2 separate regions of the Hordeum vulgare genome follow, and region 1 is linked to region 2. The links are chromatin contacts, called in public Hi-C maps. All regions are on one chromosome and are shown on one strand. Each heading gives the region's core, a stretch centred on a gene start, on an enhancer-like site or on the middle of the called end of the contact. The rest is flanking DNA. Distances are from core to core; before and after follow the strand shown.

Region 1 (6,801 bases), core at 3,162-5,661, 73 kb before region 2:
TATTCTTGACCATTGTCCAGTGTTTCATTCCTGGATCACTTTGAAACCTACCCACCATACTTATGGCAAGGCTGGCATCAGGTCTTGTGCACAACAATTGCATACATGATAGAGCCTTTGGCAGAAGCATAGGGGACGACACTCATCTTTTCTCTATCTTCTACAGTGAATGGGCAATGAGTCTTACTCAACTTCACACCTTGCAATGCAAGCAAGAATCCTTTCTTGTACTAATCCATTTTGAACTTCTTAAAAACTTTGTCAAGGTATGTGATATGTGAAAGTCCTATTAAGTGTCTCGATCTATCTCTATAGATTTTGATGCCTAATATGAAAGCAGCTTCTCCTAGGTCCTTCATTGAAAAACTCTTGTTCAAATATTCTTCTATGCTTCCCAAAAACTCTATATTATTTTTAATCACCAATGTGGCATCCATATATAATATTAGAAATGATATAGAGCTCCCACTCACTTTCTTGTAAATACAACCTTCTCCATAAACTTGTATAAACCCAAACGCCTTGATCACCTCACCAAACCGCCGATTCCAACTCCGAGATGCTTGCACGAGTCCATAAATGGATCGCTGGAGCTTGCACACCTTGTCAACATTCTCTGGATCGACAAAAACTTTAGGTTGCATCATGTACAACTCTCCCTTAAGTAAACCATTAAGGAACGCTGATTTGACATCCAGGTGCCAATTCATAATCGAAAAATGCAGTTATTGCTAACATGATTCTGACGGACTTTGGCATTGGTACGGGTGAGAAAGTCTCATCGTAGTCAACTCGTTGAACTTGTGATTTTTTTGCCACAAGTCAAGCTTTATAGACGACGACATTACTGTTCGCGTCCGTCTTCTTCTTAAAGATCCATTTATTCAGAATGGCCTTTCTCCCTTCAGGTAATACTTTGAAAGTCTATACTTTGTTTTCATACATGGATCCTATCTCTCATTTCATGGCCTCTAACCATTTGTTGGAATCTGGGCCCACCATCGCTTCTCCATAGCTCGTAGGTTCATTGTCGTCCAACAACATGATTTTTAATACATGATTACCGTACCACTCAAGAGTAGTGCGTGCCCTTGTCGACCTACGAGGTTCGATAGCAGCTTGATCCGAAGCTCCATGATCATCATCATTAGCTTCCTCTTCAATTGATGTATGATCTACACAAACATATTTCCGCATTGCGCTATTCTCTGGTTGAAGTGAAGGTTTATCAACCTCATCAAGTACTATCTTCCTCCCACACAATTCTTTTGAGATAAACTCTTTCTCAAGAAATGTTCCGTTCTTAGCGACAAACACTTTGCCTTTGGATCTGAGATAGAAGGTATACCAACTATCTCTTTTGGGTATCCTATGAAGACCCATTTCTCCGCTTTGGGTTCGAGCTTTTCTGGTTGAAGCTTTTTGACATAAGCATCACATCCCTAAACTTTAAGAGACGACAACTTTGGTTTCTGGCCAAATCATAGTTCATATGGCATCGTCTCAACGGATTTAGATGGTGGTCTATTTAAAGAGAATGCAGTTGTCTCCGACGCATAACCGCAAATGATAACGGCAAATCGGCAAGAGACATCATATAACGCACTATATCTAATAAGGTACGATTACGATGTTCGGACACACCATTACGTTGTTGAAAGGATCGATATGGTGACTAGAGGGGGTGAATAGACAACTAACAAATTTTAATATTTTATTTTAATAAATTAAGAATAGCAACAAATAGCTTCTCTAGATATGCAACTAAGTGAGCAACATATATGATGCTAACAACAACAATAGTAAGCAAGAAGTAAATACAAGTAAAGGTAAGAAATAACCACAAGTGGAACCGATGAAGACGAGGATGTGTTTCTGAAGTTCCTTCCCTTTGAGGGGGAGTACGTCTCCGTTGGAGCGGTGTGGAGGTACAATGCTCCCCAAGATGATACTAAGCCACCGTATGGTCCACACGCCCTCACACAATGCGACGTGTCGTGATTCCACTGAGTGGTGCCCTTAAAGCCGGCAATCGGACCTGTACAAACAAGGTTGGGGCTCTCTGCACAACTTAATTGGAGGCTCCCAACGAAACCACGAAGCTTCATCATAATGGAATATGGTTTCGAGATGACCTCTTCCGTCTATGGTGCTCAAACACCTAAGTGTAACAAAATCCTTACAAGAAACTTTGGACCAATATGGCTTCAATGAATGACTGGTCTACCGGCCTCATCTCAAAAAGACCCAATTGTAGAAGGATGTCCGCCTCCATGGTGATGCTTATCTCTTGAGAAGTTTGGAAGGAGTGGAGAGTTCATGGGCCAGTGCGAGAGTAATTGTAATTTATCTCCAATGTGTGCTGATCTTATTTGTGCTAGCTAAAGTGACATTTAACTCTGAATACGCAAACAAGCTAACGCTAAATCGATAATATGAAATGAAAGTGACATTTAATTATGAATACGCACACAAGATAATGCAAAATAGATATGAAGAAACAAAAACAAAGAAAAAAATGAATTTTACACCCATAGTTATTTGGAGACAAGTGGACTATTATTTCATAGTATAACATGAGTGTCTATTTACCACTCAACCAAGCAACACATCCATACTGTCACTACTTTGTATTGTTTTTTGACCGTTGTTCCGCGGTATTTTTTTTATCTATATCTATATTAGTATAAAATAACCCAAAGGAACAAATCCAATTAATTCCGGCCTTCAACTCATGTCGGTCCAACGACCTAGATTGCTATGGTGAGCGCTCAACATAAATTTTCTTCCTAATTTCAATGTGCATTCCACGTATGCATGTACTAGTTTATAAAAAATAAAACTATATTCAAAGTAATAAGAGAGAACGAAAAAAAAACATTCAACAATTTATCTCTAACACGAAGGGAAAAAAAGTTGAAATCATACCAAGGAATTCATCCAATGATCAAGTTCTACCTAACTCTTGAAGTTAGTTCTATGGTCGACCGAAATAAGATCTTGCTTAAGCTTGAAGCACACACAATTCTCTTTAGGGATACCATTCTTCAATGAATTCATTCTTTTGCATCCAGATATTCCAGCAACCCTAATATTATGGAGCGGATGGAATATATGATACTAGTGTATGATACTACATCTATAATGCATAATATTATAACTTTGGAGTTGTTCGATGATCCTCCAGCTCCATAGAATCTAAGGATCTGCGAAGCATCCTTTTCCCCGTTTCATGATTTTTAGTTGCTGCTCCACCAACTCCGGAAGTGGGGTTGCGGAGCCGGAGGGCCTCCGAACAGGTCCCTAGTATCATAGGTACATTATTTGTTGTTATGCATGACACATAATAATAAGTCATTTAATGTCATACAGTATCATATTGTGATACTCAATCCTCTTTTTCTTCATTTAATCGTGTGACACGTTAATAAAAATGTCTAGTTGTCATGCATGATACTAGTTATGATACTTTTATTTTGACTAGCCTAACAATTAGAGTGAATTTGAGATTTACCCCCTCTTTTTTATTTTTGATGCAAATTACCTATTCCTTTTATCACACTTAACAAAACTTGTGCCGCATTTTATCTTTTCTTTTAAACTAATTTCAGGACATTCTATCAAGCAAGTTCTACTTTTCAGGGCACACATACGAGATACGCCCTTTTTTTCTCCATGGACGGTTTTTTCACGCCCTTGTTCACCCTCTTAGGGACTGAGCTCTTAGGGACCGAGCTTCAGTGACTTACTGCATCTTTCTTTGAATGTATGACAGATGTGCCCAACAGGTGGCTGGCACACATGTCATACATCCAAAAACAGATGCAGTTACGTAAGTGAAGTTGCCTCCCCCTCCTAGCCGGTCCGGCTTTCTGCCCACCGAAACACATCGCGTGTCTTTCCTGCGGTACATGGTCGAGACACACCGCATCATCTTCCGCACTACTACAAAGCAGAACAAGACCCCCATCTCCTTCCCGCCTTAACGAAATTTGTATCACATTTTATCATTTTCATTTCTCTCAAATAAGATAAGTCATTCCAAAAATGTCAAAAGAGGGGTGAAAACTGAAGTTTACTCTAAAAACAAGTACTTCCTTCGTTGCAAGATAAGTGTCGTCGGTTTTTGGCCAATGTCTTAAACTAAAATGCAGCCAGTTTTTCCGTCGACATACATAACGAGAAGGTCGTTTATTTCGTTGTACACCGATGACTGGGCATAGCGAGAGAAACGGTGGTTCTCTTCGTCCTGTACGAGTGTAGACGGACAGAGCGATGATTGGGACGCCGCACTTGCTAATAGGAGGAGGCCCCAGCGCGAAAAAAGCAACGACATGATTAGCCTAACATGCGGGCGGAATCCATCTGCTGTCACACACGCGGGGCCCCTGGGCTTCGAAGAATCGTGGTCCTGGCGCTTCCAGACTTCCAGTGCATGGCAGCTGTGCCTATGTACGTGGTACAATTGTAGGGTGCTCGTGTTTGGCCAGGGATAAAACCGGATAAGATACACAGACGAGCGAAGAGCGTGATGTCGAAGCGATTCGTTTTGTGGGTGGGAAATGCCCGATATAGGGGCGTCGTCGAATGTCAATTCCATTTGCCGCTGTCATAACTTTATATATAAACATGACAACTTGTAACGGTGGGGCTTTCCTGCCTACAAACGCTCAAGGGGAGACACTTTTGTTTGTTTTGTTCTGCCTCTAAACAATATACTCCAACATAGTTCCAAATGACCTAAAAACAAGTACTCCATCGGTTATAAATATAAAATGTTTTGAGTATTTTAATATGAACCATATATAAACTTAAATGAGTGACTAAACACATTAGAGCATCTACAGCCGCATATCTCTAATTTCACTCTTCAAACGTCCGTAGACGTGCCCCGTCGGTGACCAAGGGTGTTCGTTTTAAGCCTCTATTCGTCCGTCCCTACAATCATGCTTTTGTTTTCTTTCTCGTAAGTTCGGTCACTTACACGTGATTGATGAAGATGAAGAGAATGAAAAAGAATGAATAAAGAAAGAAAAAAGATGATCAAGTGTGGGTTCGTGTTCTATGTGTCAGACTGACTCAACGCGTGTGTGAGTCCTTATATCCTCCCTACATTAGTTCTCAATATGAAGGTTCATGGTTAACTCACACGTATAGTTATGATATGAGGGATTCATTTAGGTCAGTTTTCTATTTCTTCGTTCTCTCGTGTCACTGGCCGGTCGCGTTTGCAAACATTTGAAGAGGATTTGAAGACTCGGCGTGTAGATGCTCTCAAAACGAGTGTGTGCGTACATTCATTTGTCTTAAAGCATCTTATATTTTGCGAACGTCAAAGAGCGTGATGCAGTTAACCGTTATACTTATGTCACAGCATCTACAGCCAGATCCCTTAACCTTCCTCAAACGTCCGGGTAGGTCGCCCGATCATTGTTCGGTCACAAAAGTTCGACCCATACGAGCCTCTGAAACCTGCATCAAACGGTCGGGTTGATCGGCACCCCATTTTCAGGCTAAATATAGGGCGGATATGGAGAGCACGGGCACGCCCGCCTCGTCGGCCTGGCGGCTTGGCCGCATGCGGACTCGCCGGAAACCCGACGGTCTGCCGCTCCGGCTCCCCGCCCGAGGTCGGGGCCGGCTATTTAAGCCGGACGGCTCCCCCGGCCCTAGCTCATCCGCCTCCGTCTTCTCTCCACTGCCACCCAAGGCCCTCCTCCTCCTCTCGCAGTTCCCTCTCTGTCAGGATGGTCCAGAGTCTCATCACCACATATGCGAGCTCACTCCAGAGCGACAACTTCAAATCGAGGCGGTGACCCAGGCTCGTGCGCGTGTTGAAAATATGCCCTAGAGGCAATGATAAATAGTTATTATTATATTTCCTTTTTAAAGATAATCGTTTATTATCCATGCTATAATTGTATTGAATGAAAACATAGATACATGTGTGGATACGTAGACAAAACAATGTCCCTAGTAAGCCTTGATACGTCTCCAACGTATCTATAATTTTTTTATGGTTTCATGTTATTATCTTGTCAAACTTTGGATGTTTTGTATGCCTTTTATATATTTTTTGGGACTAACCTATTAACTCAGTGTCAAGTGCTAGTTCCTGTTTTTTCCATGTTTTTGACCCCTTTCAGAGGAGGATTTTGAACGGAGTCCCAACGGAATGAAACTGCCAAAAAGATTTTTTCTGAAACAGAAAAAGATCGGGAAGCCGGAGAATCAGGGAAGGGGGCCTGCAGGTACCCCACAAGCCCTCATGGCGTGGCCAGGGGGCCCGCGCCACCCTGGCTTGTGGGCTCCTTAGGCCACCTCTGCCCTAGGTTTTGCGCCTATATATTCCCTAAAATCCCAGAAAAAATCAGGAGATCATCGAAAGTACTTTTTCGCCGCCGCAAGCTTCTGTCTCCGCAAGATCCCATCTGGGGCACGTTCTGGTGCCCATACCGTGCGGTGACCTCACCCAGTGGCAGAAGGGGTAGCGAGGCACGTATCGTGTTGATTCCATCAAGGGTAAAAAGATGGGGTTTTCATCATTGGCTTGAGATTATCCCTCTACATCATGTCATCTTGCTTAAGGCGTTACTGTGTTCGTCATGAACTCAATACACTAGATGCATGCTGGATAGCGGTCGATGTGTGGAGTAATAGTAGTAGATGCAGAAAGTATCGGTCTACTTGTCTCGGACGTGATGCCTATATGTATGATCATTGCCTTAGATATCGTCATGACTTTGTGCGGTTCTATCAATTGCTCGACAGTAATTTGTTCACCCACCGTAATACTTGCTA
Region 2 (6,956 bases), core at 3,368-5,867:
AGCTCCACGATGATATCATCGGATGAACCACGATGTCAAGGATTCAATCAATCCCGTATACGATTCCCTTTGTCTGTCGGTATAGAACTTGCCCGAGATTCGATCGTCGGTATACCTATACCTTGTTCAATCTCGTTGCCGGTAAGTCTCTTTACTCGTTCCGTAGCACGTCATCGTGTGACTAACTCCTTAGTCACATTGAGCTCATGATGATGTTCTACCGAGTGGGCCCAGAGATACCTCTCCGTCACACGGAGTGACAAATCCCGATCTCGATTCGTGCCAACCCAACAGACACTTTCGGAGGTACCCGTAGTGCACCTTTATAGTCACCCAGTTATGTTGTGACGTTTGATACACCCAAAGCACTCCTACGGTATCCGGGAGTTGCACAATCTCACGGTCGAAGGAAAAGATACTTGACATTAGAAAAGCATTAGCATACGAACAATACGATCTAGTGCTAGGCTTAGGATTGGGTCTTGTCCACAACATCATTCTCCCAATGATGTGATCCCGTTATCAATGACATCCAATGTCCATGATCAGGAAACCATGATCATCTATTGACTAACGAGCTAGCTAACTAGAGGCTTGCTAGGGACACATTGTGATCTATTCATTCACACATGTATTAGTGTTTCCTGTTAATACAATTATAGCATGAACGATAGACGATTATCATGAACAAGGAAATATGATAATAACCATTTTATCATTGCCTCTAGGGCATATTTCCAACATGAGGTACACCGTGTCCTGCGCGAGCGTCGCCCCAACCCAGACCGGTGACGCGCTGACCCACTCGCGCACCATTCCCGTCCAAGAGTAGCGCTTGATGGGAGACGGCTCCGGCTCGGCTTTGACAGGGGATGGCGGGGTCAACGGCGGCAGGACGCAGTCGCCCGCCGCGGAGACGGCCATGGCCTGCGCCATCGCCGCCTCATACGCCGCCTCCTCTTGCTCGGCCACCGCCGCCCTGCGATGCTCGTCCTCCTCGCTCTCGCGGTAGACCGCCGTAAGGGCCGCCTGGTCCTCCTCGTGGACGACGAGCAGGGGCGGTGGCATGGTGCGGTCGACTTAGCGAACGCCACGTCGCCTCGCCTCCTCGTGCTCGAAGGCGAACCAGCGAGCCCAGTTGGGCAAGTCGGTTGCATAGGCAGGGTCGCGATGTTGTTCCGGTGTCAGGAGCGCCCGTCGGCGCAGCACCTCCTCCGCGTGCACCCTAGCCGACCGCGGCGCCGCCGACACTAGGATCCTCTCCAGATCTAGGTGCCAGTCATGCGGCATGGTGGCGTCGGGATACGGGAGAGGCACACAGTGCTGCCAGTGCCACTCCGCCTGGTGCACTCGCACGTTGACGCGCTGCCTTGGCCAGCGAGCCGGCGCCGGCGGAGGCGGGAGGAACTCCGAGGGAAAGGGAATGGCGGGGGACATGTTCTAGGCCTTGCTGCTGCCGGCGCCGGAGAAGAGCCACATCTGGCACGACTGTGGTGGCTAGGGTTTGCCGGCGATGGGGGAGCGAGTGTGGCTAGATGGGGACGGGGCTGGCTGGAAGCAGATGAGGTCGGCCCCGCCGCACGGTCGGCTTAAAAAAGGACGACCGCCGTCGCTGACGCGTGGGCCCGAGGTCATAAATTAAGCTGACCATGTAGGTCGCGGGTAGTTGGACGACCGCTAGGTTGGGACGCGGCAGACAACGAGAAGGCGCGCGTGGCGTCCGTTCCGAGTCCGCGTCGGCGCATTTGGTGCGCAAATTTGGGCCGCAAATGCGTCGACGCGGACGCAAAGCGGACTTGATTTGGGTTTGGGTCGACGTGTTGGGCCTCCTCTTTTGTCTGCGCCGATCCAAACGGACGGCGAGTGACGAAATGGGTCGCCCCATTAAAGTTGCTCTAAGATTAAAGATAAGTATAGTCATTTCTCCCCCTTGCCCCTCCAGCCATACTTAGCTAGCTCTGTCATTGCGCGCCTGGTCAGTCCTAAGACGTGATTCTATCCCGGATCACTTTTTCTTCTCTTTATTTATTATTATTTTCTTCTTTCTTTCTCTTCGTCAATCACGTGCAAGTGATGGAACATATGACGAACAAAAAGAAAAGTTTGGCCACACGGACGAACAAATAGAAGACACGTTCAGTCATTGATCAGACGTGTCCGTGATGTTAGAGGGTTCGAATTTATAAGTCATGGTTGAAGATGTTATTAGCTGCCTGATTTCCTTACGTCATGACCATATGAACAGGGAGACACGTAAACTCCTCACGGCCATGGGTTCACACCGCGGTACGGCGGCGACGTGCTTCTGCGCCCGTGCATGCATGTATGGCAAGCGGCGGCAGCTAATAGCTCCAAGCAGGCGTTGGCACACCGCACACGCATTGCGGTCATCGTACGTCGCGCCTCACCTGCGCGCTGCTGCATGCACAGGCCTCACGGGTCTCACAACACAGTGCGCGCTCGTGAACGTACTACGTACGCATGTGCGCGGTGCACGGGGCCGCCTCATCCTCGAGGAGTTTTGGGGGTTGCGTACATACGTTGCGCAAGACGTACTGGCCGATGATCCATCCAATCCAAACCTGATTATTATTATATTATATTATTTTAGAAAAGGAAGATCGTTCATCTGGACGATGCATGCAGTCATTTTATTAATTATTTACAAAAGACCTTATAAAGAAATATAACAATAAGTCTAAACCCACCGTCTAAGCGACAACTGTCGCTACTCCTATCCATCTGATGAAGGGACGCTGATAGTCCGGGCCTAATACCACACACCTCGCAAACAAGCCTAATATCTAAGACCTGAGGCCCCAACCAAGTCACTTGTCGGGTATGGGGCACCCACCGGTCCGGCATGCTCTCATATGCCGCCACCAACTGCCACTACTCCATCTTCAGAGTTGTACTGACGCATCATCCTTGCCTGATCTATCTGCCGTCAATGCCACCACGACGCTCAATGGCACCACCACCCTGCGCGCGAACTGCTGAGCACGTCGCGGTCGCCGCCGGTACACCTCAGCTCCATGCCGCCAAGTACCACCAGCCGACACAGCTTGAAGTCTCTAGAAGATCTGTCATGCGTAGCACCTGCCGACCAGGCATGACAAAGCGTAGCACCTGTCGGCCAGGCATGACTTGACAACTTCACCGAAGCTCCATGCAAGACGAAGCCGCTCCACCTTCTCCCTCTCACCACCAGCACTGCTCCACAAACGATGCTCACAAGAAAGAAACGCCACCGCAGTATCGTCATCGTCCGATCTGGAAGACCAGATCCTAGGGTTTCCCCAGAGCAGTACGAGTGGGTCGACATAAGTCACACAATGATGCCTTCATCAAGGTAACGACGTAGAACGCCGCTATCGCTCGCCGTCGGCTCGGTTTTCACCGACAACTATGTCTCCCCGACTCGCAGCCAGTACTGGATCACGGATTCGGAGATCTGAACACCCAGCCTCCAGCCGACCACCTCTCACGAAAGAGATGGCCACCACCGCCGGTCGCATCGGTCAGAACAAATCTGACCTGATGTGCTGCCGAGGAAACCACCACGCCCTCCACACCACCGCTTGTCGATCTGAAGAAAGTATCCAAACCTGATTATGGGGAAGGATGCATTGCATGGACTAAAATGTCATGCGCGCACATCGCTCTCGAATCATCATTTTCCTCATATTCGACCTGCACGCCCATGTTCGTTTCTTGGAGTTGCCTGCCAAGTTGGATATTGTGCGCGTCCATGGTCCATATCCAGCTAGCCGTCGTGCGGCCAGTCAACCGCATGTCTGTGTCTGAAAGTGCCATCTGTACGTACACATGGGCCGAGCAATTTAGAAATGATAATCCGTTTTTAAACGAACCCGTAAAATATGTACGAGTAACTATGACACATCAAAGTTATCGCCGATGAGCTTTTGTTAAGCAGCTGTCTATGCATTTTTCAGTTATAAATGATCATCAATTCCTCTAACCCGTAAAAGATTTTCGCTAGATTCTGTAGAATCACACCAGAATCCAGCGAAAATCTTTTAAAAATCCTACATATCAAATGAGCTCTAAACCGAAACCGAAACCCCTGTATACTCTCTTCACTTCTTTTTACTCTATACAGAAGATTTGTTTCACGTTGAAATATGCAAAGTTTAATCAAGTTTACCTAAAAAAAATGTCAACATCTACAATACTAAAACTATATGATACCAAATTGTATTCATGATGCATCAAATAATATTGATTTCATATTATGGATGTTGATATTTTTTTCTAGGAAGTCAGTCAAATTTACAAAGTTTGACTTAAACCAAAATTTATATGCTGACTAAAAAAATAAAAGGTAATAAACTGTCACTTCAAGCTTTAATGCCGTAATTCATGAGCAAACAAGTGGCCAAAACGCAAATTACGCCGACATGGATACCTATCAAGCAAGCCATGATTATTGGTGCTGTGACCATCGCCCACAATGATAGACAAGGCAAATTGGGATCGACAGCTGCCGAAGAAAGAGACGGTGGAGGGCAGAGAATCGGCCAGCGGTGTGCTGCACTGCACCGATCAGCGATCATCCTGGCATTGGGTTGTGCCTATGCACGTAACTGGCCTAGCCAGCACCATTACGTAGCGGCTCGATCACCTGGTAGCGAGAGGCGATGGGAAGACACTGTGACTGGGCCGTAGGCACGCGTTTACTGGCGGGTACCATGTCGAGGTCGCGGCCAACGCCTTTGGCGGGTGCAGCAGTGTACGGTGTTCGTTTGTCCGTTGGTCGTTATGCTGTTATAATTAGCCCATCGTAGCTGATGTCGCGTCCTTAATTTGCCGCATCCTCTGCTACTGCGAAAGTGCGAATGCCAGCATCAAGCAGTGAGAAGCACGATTCTTCTCTTTCTTGCGTTAGCATTTTACCTTTTTCCTGGTGAGCAACCTTTTCTGCTTAGAGCATCTGTAGAAGATCCCGCATTTTTGCGACCGGTAAGAGTTGTTTAGAGTTTGACGACGCGAGGTTTTATGGAGCGAAATCTTATGTTGCGGAATAGATCATGTATATGAAATTGTATAATTTTAAAAAAGCTTTCGCAAAAGAAATTACAACCACAATGATCATTCATAGTTCATCACATACTATACGATCATAAATACTATGTTCTATTCTGCACAACCACTAGAGGGGGTAGAGCTAAGCTAACCCTACCGGAGCTCACCGAAGCTAATAACTACCCTATCGCACTACACAAAATTAAGGTCACTCGAGCTCATGCGGTAGTAGATGCGGCAACGCTCAGTCATCGCCGTCGGAGGAGGACAGCTCGACGTAGATGTGTTCCTGCACAGTGGCTTCGCGGCGCCACTCCTCCACCTTGTCACCGAAGGCGAGGGCCGACGTGGCACCCTGCTCGTAGAGCACGGTGTCGATCTCCTCGTCCCTCTGGCGGCGCTGTCGGTCCTCTTCCGCCTCCCGCGCACTACAAGCTAGCAGCGCGGGCAAAAGGGTGTCCGCCTCCACCGGGGGGAGGAAGTCCTCTGGTCCGACGACGACCCCTCCACATCGCTCCGGCCCCGCCTCGACCTCGGGCTCCATCTTCACCGAAGGGAGCCTCTCTATCTCCCTATTCACCGGGGGAAGCGAGGAGCGTGAGCGCGAGCTCGACGCCTCGAAGGAGCTCCCGGAGAAGAGGCGGCCGCACGCGCGGTCGTACTCCTCTGTCTCGCGATGGCGCCGACGACAGGCCCGAGCGCGTGTACCGCAGGGCGGCGCGCTTCCGCGCCGCGTCGGTTCTGACGCGACACGCCCTCTCGGGGTCATCGTTGCCACGTCCATCGGAGTTTGTCATCTTGGGCGGTGGATTGAAGCGGCTAGGCGACGGATTGTAGGCGCGCGTGGCGGATCTGAGGCGTCGACGATGAGGTGTGGGGATTTTTCGCGATGGTGGAGGGATAGGGTTCGGGCCCGTATCCAATAGCCGAACCCGCATATACAGTGGTTAAGGGGTTTCATTTGCGGGCCACTGCAAAAAAAATACGAGCCGGACCTCGTTTACGATGTTTGATGTTTGTTCTAGCAGTTAAAACGGTCCAAATTCGCATAATCACTGGAATTTTACAATTACGGGTCTGGTAGAGATGTTCTTAAGATTATTTTTTAGGACTGCTTAAGATACTTGAGGTGTTTTCTCTTTTTTGCCAGAAAAAAGATACTTGAGGTGTTAATAATTCCATAGGATATTTGCTCTGATCTACGCCATGCGATGAACAACTCGTTTTCCATTCGTTATATATATCATCTGGTTCAGTTTCTAAAAACTCTTTCCGCCTCAAAATAAAAATCGTTGATCGCATTCAAGCTTGCAGTTTTCTCGTTGTGCAGGAAGAAATTCTTGTCAGCACATCGTGTCCACATCATCCATGCGTGTGGACGCCGTCCAAGGCCATTTAGACGATGTGTGTTTTTGCAGGTTCCTTTCTGGATGCATGTTTTGCACTCTCGTCATTGGCGTCATTCGAAACAAGAAAATACATCCGTTTCCACGTGCTGCCAGAGATACTCTAATATCGTGAAAATGCTAAATGGAGCTCGAGCTCTACGGATGCGTTTGAAAAACAAAAATCAGAATTCACACATTTGTGTTTCAAATATTTAAAACTACATATATACTCATGGAATACATATCTACACCGGGACCTCTCAAACCCTCCTCAAACGCCTAGTCAGGCCGCCCGGTCACAAATAATCGATCCAGACGGGTCTTTCAGACCGACCTCAAACGCCCGGCCTGACCGGCACTTCCATTTCTAGTTCAAATATAGGGCGGATATGGGGGAGCCCGTGCGTGCCCGGGCACGCCCACCACGTCGGACCCGACAGCCTGACCCTACCTCAAATTGCACCAATTCCCTCAAATCATTTCTCCTCCTCCCGCCACCCGCCAACATTTCCGCGCCCGACC

What was found. Hi-C and Micro-C count contacts between places; a contact is called where the count stands out from the background.
Region 1: a Hi-C map of seedling shows a contact between it and region 2, with 1.8 times the contacts expected there. The contact joins two enhancer-like sites. A contact is called at or near these places in 2 of 6 Hi-C or Micro-C datasets (leaf and seedling).

Annotation. Positions count from the first base shown.
Region 1 is chr4H:39,961,986-39,968,786 of MorexV3_pseudomolecules_assembly, reverse strand. No RefSeq gene overlaps it. Among protein-coding and RNA genes, the nearest start is that of LOC123447779, 120 kb to the left of the region's middle. Within about 2 kb of position 4,411, at least 3 of the 3 cell types and tissues checked have open chromatin away from gene starts, as enhancers often do. A contact at or near this core is called in leaf and seedling, where this site is marked.
Region 2 is chr4H:39,889,117-39,896,072 of MorexV3_pseudomolecules_assembly, reverse strand. No RefSeq gene overlaps it. Among protein-coding and RNA genes, the nearest start is that of LOC123447779, 200 kb to the left of the region's middle. Within about 2 kb of position 4,617, at least 3 of the 3 cell types and tissues checked have open chromatin away from gene starts, as enhancers often do. A contact at or near this core is called in leaf and seedling, where this site is marked.